2 separate regions of the Macaca mulatta genome follow, and region 1 is linked to region 2. A link is a contact called in public Hi-C data. All regions are on one chromosome and are shown on one strand. Each heading gives the region's core, a stretch centred on a gene start, on an enhancer-like site or on the middle of the called end of the contact. The rest is flanking DNA. Distances are from core to core; before and after follow the strand shown.

The links. A called contact is a pair of places that touch in the nucleus more often than the background predicts.
Region 1: a contact with region 2 is called in a Hi-C map of fetal cortical plate, with 3 times the contacts expected there. The contact joins the promoter of HMGCS1 here to the promoter of ZNF131 in region 2. A contact is called at or near these places in 4 of 14 Hi-C or Micro-C datasets (cortical neurons, fetal cortex germinal zone, fetal cortical plate and 1 more).

What each region holds. Positions count from the first base shown.
Region 1 is chr6:44,520,092-44,522,791 of T2T-MMU8v2.0, reverse strand. It overlaps HMGCS1 (3-hydroxy-3-methylglutaryl-CoA synthase 1), which reads left to right and starts at 1,340. Exons shown (of 10, transcript NM_001260869.1): 1 at 1,340-1,453. LOC144341405 (a long non-coding RNA gene) reads right to left here and starts at 1,157. Exons shown (of 2, transcript XR_013418324.1): 1 at 962-1,157.
Region 2 is chr6:44,319,142-44,321,841 of T2T-MMU8v2.0, reverse strand. ZNF131 (zinc finger protein 131) reads right to left here and starts at 1,377. Exons shown (of 7, transcript XM_078004726.1): 1 at 1,155-1,377; 2 at 103-236.

The DNA of each region.
Region 1 (2,700 bases), core at 91-2,590, 200 kb before region 2:
TGGAATGGAAATCATCATTGAATGGTCCTCTTCCCCCAAGTCATTTATGCCACCACTTTACAGTGGTTCCATTTCCAATATATTTTGCCACTTTGCTGCTGAGAATGTGTCTTACTAGATTAGCATGTACAGTAGTTTAAAAAATCTCCCATAACAATAATTGTGTGAATCACAGAATTACCAATGACCTCTTATCAATAGCATTCCTGTTAATGAAACTGAGATGGGGAGAGACACTAACAACTCCGAACCTCACTCATGGTTCCCCACCAAAGCTAAGTATTATGGCTTCTCTCTCTGACCAAACAGAAGCAGAGTTTATTGCAAAGCCATAAGTGTCCTCCTTTGGATCCCCCAAATAGTGTTTCAGTTATTTCCTCTAGCTTGAATTGTTCCTCTCTATTTGCTGGGGGAGCTAGGCAGTCCGTATCTGATGGATTTACTATGCGGACAATTACGAGGCCTTTCCACAGCCTTTTATTTGGCACGTACCACATATGAAGCTCAGAAGATACAGTGGGGAACAGGCCAAATGGAGTCCCTTTCCTCAGAGTGCATGGCCTGGCAAAAATCCTTGAATTCAGTATCAACTTTCCTTCACAGGCACGGCTCTGCACCCTCCTCCTCACGGATGCCTAGTCCTGAAACTATCTTGTTTTAGGTTTAGTTAGAAAGCTTTGTCTCAATAGCCCTTTTGTTTGTTTGTTTTATTTTTTTAAGTCAAGGTAGTTTTGAATAAAGGAGACAATATTTGAGTATTTACAAATCGGGTATTTAGAATATTCACACATATACAAGTTCTGGGTGAAATATTCTGCTCCAATTTGTAATCTAGGCACACTTTGCTAGAAAACGTTAAGATTGAATTCAAATCAAGTACAGTATTTCAGAAATCTTTCAGGTGAAGCCTAGCTCTGGTTGCTAGGCAACCTGACAGACTCCCAAGCTGGGACCAACTCACCTCCCACACTTGACCATCTCTCCAGTGGTGGGACGCGGAGTACCCATTGGTTCGCATCTCCTCTCACTTAGCCCCAAATGGTCGGAGAATCTCTCACTCCGCTCCCGTTGGCTCTCGCCGTCTCTTGCCGCTCCGTCATTGGCAAGTTGGCTCTCGTGCCACCCCACGTCAGTCTCTCACACCACTTCCTCGGCCCTGAGACTTTGTCCCCGCCCCTTCCCCCCGCCCTTCCAGCCACGAGGGAAAATCCTAGCGAGTCACCGCCTCTAGTTTCCTTTTGATTGGTAGAAGCCGGACTAGGGGGCGGGCGCTACAGGGCAACTCTACTGGCCGTGATTGGCTGCTGGAGCCACCGTCCCGCCTCCCAGCGACTCTCGGCGGTGCCGGAGTCGGGTGGGTTGGCGGCTATAAAGCTGGTGGCGGAGGGGAGGCGCCGCGGACTGTTCTTTCGTGGCTCACTCCCTTTCCTCTGTTGCCTCTCGGTCACGCTTGGTGAGTGTCCGCGCGGTGGAGTAGAGCTAGGCTGCGGAGGTGCCGCGGGCGGGTGTGGGCTAGACGGAGGCGGTGTCCTTGACTAGGCCCGAAGGAGCTGGGGCTCTGGGTCAGGACGGAAGCGTGGACCTTGCCCGGGAGGATGGGGCACCGTGAGTGGGGCCGGGCGGGGGCTCCCTCGCCAGGGACCTGAGGCTGACCGTAGCGGATCTGAGAAGAGCCGAGGACACAGGCGAGTCGCGGAGGGGAGAACGCGAGAGGGCGTTGAGGTCTAGGTATTCTAACGACATAGGAATTGGAGGTGCCAGAGAGGCAGCTGTGACCGCCTAGAGGGAAGTGGGGGGTGTCAGGAGGGTAGAGAAGAGAGTTGGGCTGCCGAGGCGTTTCCAGAGCCTTGGTTAAGGGTGGACGCCAAAGGATGGGTAAGATCCTCTTTAGACAGGCTGGTAGGTTCGTAGGGGGTGTGTCCTGCTGCCACATATAGAGTTGATGGAAAGAAGGGAAGTGGGTAGAATTACTTTTCTTCCTCAGCTCAGGTGCAAGAAAGCGTTCACAACCGTGATTTAGACCTGGCTAAGTATTGGGGCTCAGTCTGTACTTGCTTCAAGTCGCATAGATCACTGCCTCCCGCCTTCGTGCCTCCGTATTTTTTTTATGTCTCCGTTTTAAAAAATAGGCTTCCTTGGTGTTCTGAAATCCCACATCTCCCTCCTGCTAATACCTTCAGGACTAGCTTTAGGTGATACAATGTAATGGGCAGGCACTCACAGAGTCCTCACACAAATAGGTTTTAGATTAAGCTAAGGATATTTCAAAGCAAGTATATGGAGTCTTTGAAAACGCACGTCCGGCCTGGACCAGTGGTAGAGAAATGATTATTCTGATCACTCTGGAGGAGGGATTTGGGGAACAGATAATGTGAGGTTGTGCTTGTTTGTCATGCTTTTCCCTGTGGCCTTAGCCTTAAGGCATCACTGGCTGCTTTCACCGCTCACCTCTGCTGCAGCTCCCCACCTTCCCGAGGATGATCTTGCCACCTGCTGCAGTAGGATGATGTGTTCTGGCTGCTGCTAACTAACATTTGCTCTGTTTCAGGCATGAATCATGAAAAACAATTGACAAGATAAACAACAAAATTAAGACAAATGGAAGTGCTCCTAGAGTTAACAGATTTTTCCTTCTGAGATGGGTTTTGGACTTTATTGCACAGATACTATTAGATGAGAGGCAGTTGAAAGTCCTTAACA
Region 2 (2,700 bases), core at 128-2,627:
GTGGTTTTTTTTTTAAAAACAAAAACAAAAACAAAGGCGGGTGTCCGAAGGACAGAAAAAAACTGAAGCCAAAAATGCTCCTCTGCCCACTGCCCTACCCACCGTCGACAATTAGGGTGATGTCAGTAAAGCGGTCCTGCTCTCGCTGTTCATTCAATCGGTCCAGGATCATTTTATGATGTTCAGGGAACTCCTGAAGGCATTCCATCGTCTCTTCAGCCTCCATGGCCATCGGGCTGCTCTACAAAAGAAGAGCATGATAATATACACCCATGAGCTCGGGCCGAGGAACAAAACCCCTAAAGCATAAAACAACAACAAAAAAACCCAGCAACGTGAAAAGAAAGGGGGAGGGTGAAGCAAGAGGAGAGAAGGCGAGGGAAGAAAGGCGAGCCGAGCGGCCGCGGCGCGTTAGGGGCCGGAGTCGCGGCCGCGGGACTCCGAGCCTGACCTAATTGGAGTCGGGAGACGCGAGCTGGAGCGGGGTGGGCACAGCGCCGGAGGCTCCAAGCGCCGGGGCGCGCAAGTCCAACAAGGGAGGGGACTCGACAGCGGTGGCGGCCCTCTAACGGCCCGCCAAGCCCTTCTGCCCGGCCGGGGCTCCCGCCGCCCCGGGACCCGGTCCGGCCCGCGACCCACAACGACTCTCGGGTCGCCTCTCCCTCCCCCGCCCTCCCTCTTCTCCCCCGCCCCGACCGGGCCGGCACTCACTGAGGGAAGGAGGAGCGGCCCAGGCTTGCGCGTCACTTACGTCGACGCACAGCGTCACCACGTCAAGCTCCGGCTGACGCGGACGCCTTCCGGGCGCCGACCAGCAAAGGAACGGGCCACGCCCCTGTCCACACCCCTCAGTGGATGGGCGGGGCCCAGCGCGGGGATTTGGCGCTCAAGAGAGGCAAGGACTTGAGCTCTGAGAAGGAACTGGGCTGCGGTCGATTTGAGCTCGTGGAGGGCCTGGCAGTGCCAGAAACTGGGAACATAAGTCGCCGCCCTTCCACCTCTCACCCTCCCTAGCTTGACTTCAGGGGCGGACACTTCCCGACCCGAGTCCAGAATGAACTCGCCAACCGTCCTCAACCCAGCTACTGCGCGGCCCCTTCCGCCCCGTCCTGCCCCGCCCCCTTCCTTCCGAGACCTCGGTCGACCCGCCTTACCTAGCTCGTGGGCCGTCCTCCTTCCTCTCGGCCCCTCAGAGCCTCTTGTTCCCTGCTTTCCCCTCCCAGGGCATAATGCGCCCCACACCTTTCCTGACCCCTAACCCGTGGCTCGTCCTCCATTTTCTTCGTGAGAATAGGGGCTCCCCTTCTGCTCGGGCCCGCTGGCGCACGTGCGCTCGGTTGGGCACCCGGGCGGCCGCGGCGCCGCAGCGGCAACGACGGGCGCGAGCACGTTCGGGCCGCCCGGGATCTTCCTCGGCGAAGCGCGCCCTCCCCGCGCCCGGCCGCAGCACGTGTTTGCTGGGCTCAGGACCTGGGGCTGCTCAGGATTATTTACACCGGATCCCCTTACTGCAGACCTTCCCCACTCCATTAAAGAATCCAGGCCGGGCGCGGTGGCTCACGCTTGTAATCCCAACAGTTTGGGAGGCCTAGGCGGGCGGATCACATGACGTCAGCAGTTCGAAACCAGCCTGGCCAACATGGCGAAACCCCGTCTTTACTAACAAAAATTATACGGGCGTGGTGGTAGGCGCCTGTAATCCCAGCTACTTGGGAAGCTGAGGCAGGAGAACAGCTTGAAGCAGGGAGGTGGAGATTGTAGTGAGCCGAGGTAGTGCCACTGCACTTAAGCCTGGGCGACAGCGCGAGACTCCGTCTAAAAAAAAAAAAGTCCAGTGACCCACAGTCAGCTGCATGTGACTGCTTCCTTGATTCCTCCAAAGAAATATATATAAATAAATTTTGAGGATAATTCTATAATTGAGATTTATTTTTTTCTCAAAGAACTTGAGAATTGGGATTAGGGAGGAACTCAAATAGCTATATGCTAAAAATGTAATCATTATTTCAACAGACATGTATTGAGAATCCTAGTACTAGGCACTGAGAAATCGAGCTGTGAACAAGGTACATGTGGTTTCTGCCTTTCTGAATCTTAAGTCGTAGAGTCCATAGATATTTTGAACACTAATTGCCTAGGTGCTTACTGATGAGTTTTGCAACACCTGAAGAACAAAGTAACTCGGTGTCAAGGAAAGCCAGTTGACCTGTAAGAAGAGATATGGGCGGGTGCGGTGGCTCATGCTTGTAATCCCAGCATTTTGAGAGGCGGAGTTGGGGAGGAGTTGTTGAGCCCAGAAGTTTGAGGCCAGCCTGGGCATATAGCGAGACCCCATCTGTATTAAAACAAAATAATGTTTTTAAGTGATGTGAAGTCTAAGTGTTCTTAGCCAAAAGTATAGCACATGCAAAGGCACCAGGATTATAGCATTCAGGAAACTGAAAGAATGTTGCTGGACGCACAAGGGTGCCTTATAAACAGTGTTGAAGATGTTAGATTTTCTTTTTGCAAGGGGAAGCCTTGACGTATGGTGACATCCTAATGTTTGCTTTTTAAAGAGATAATTCTAGCCTTAGTGTGGAGAACAGATTAAATGGGAAAAGCTGCTAAGAGTAGAGATCAATTGGGAGACTGTTAGTAATGTAGATGAAACCATGGGGGAAAATGGAACTAGAGAGCTGGTCAGAATCTAGAGATAAG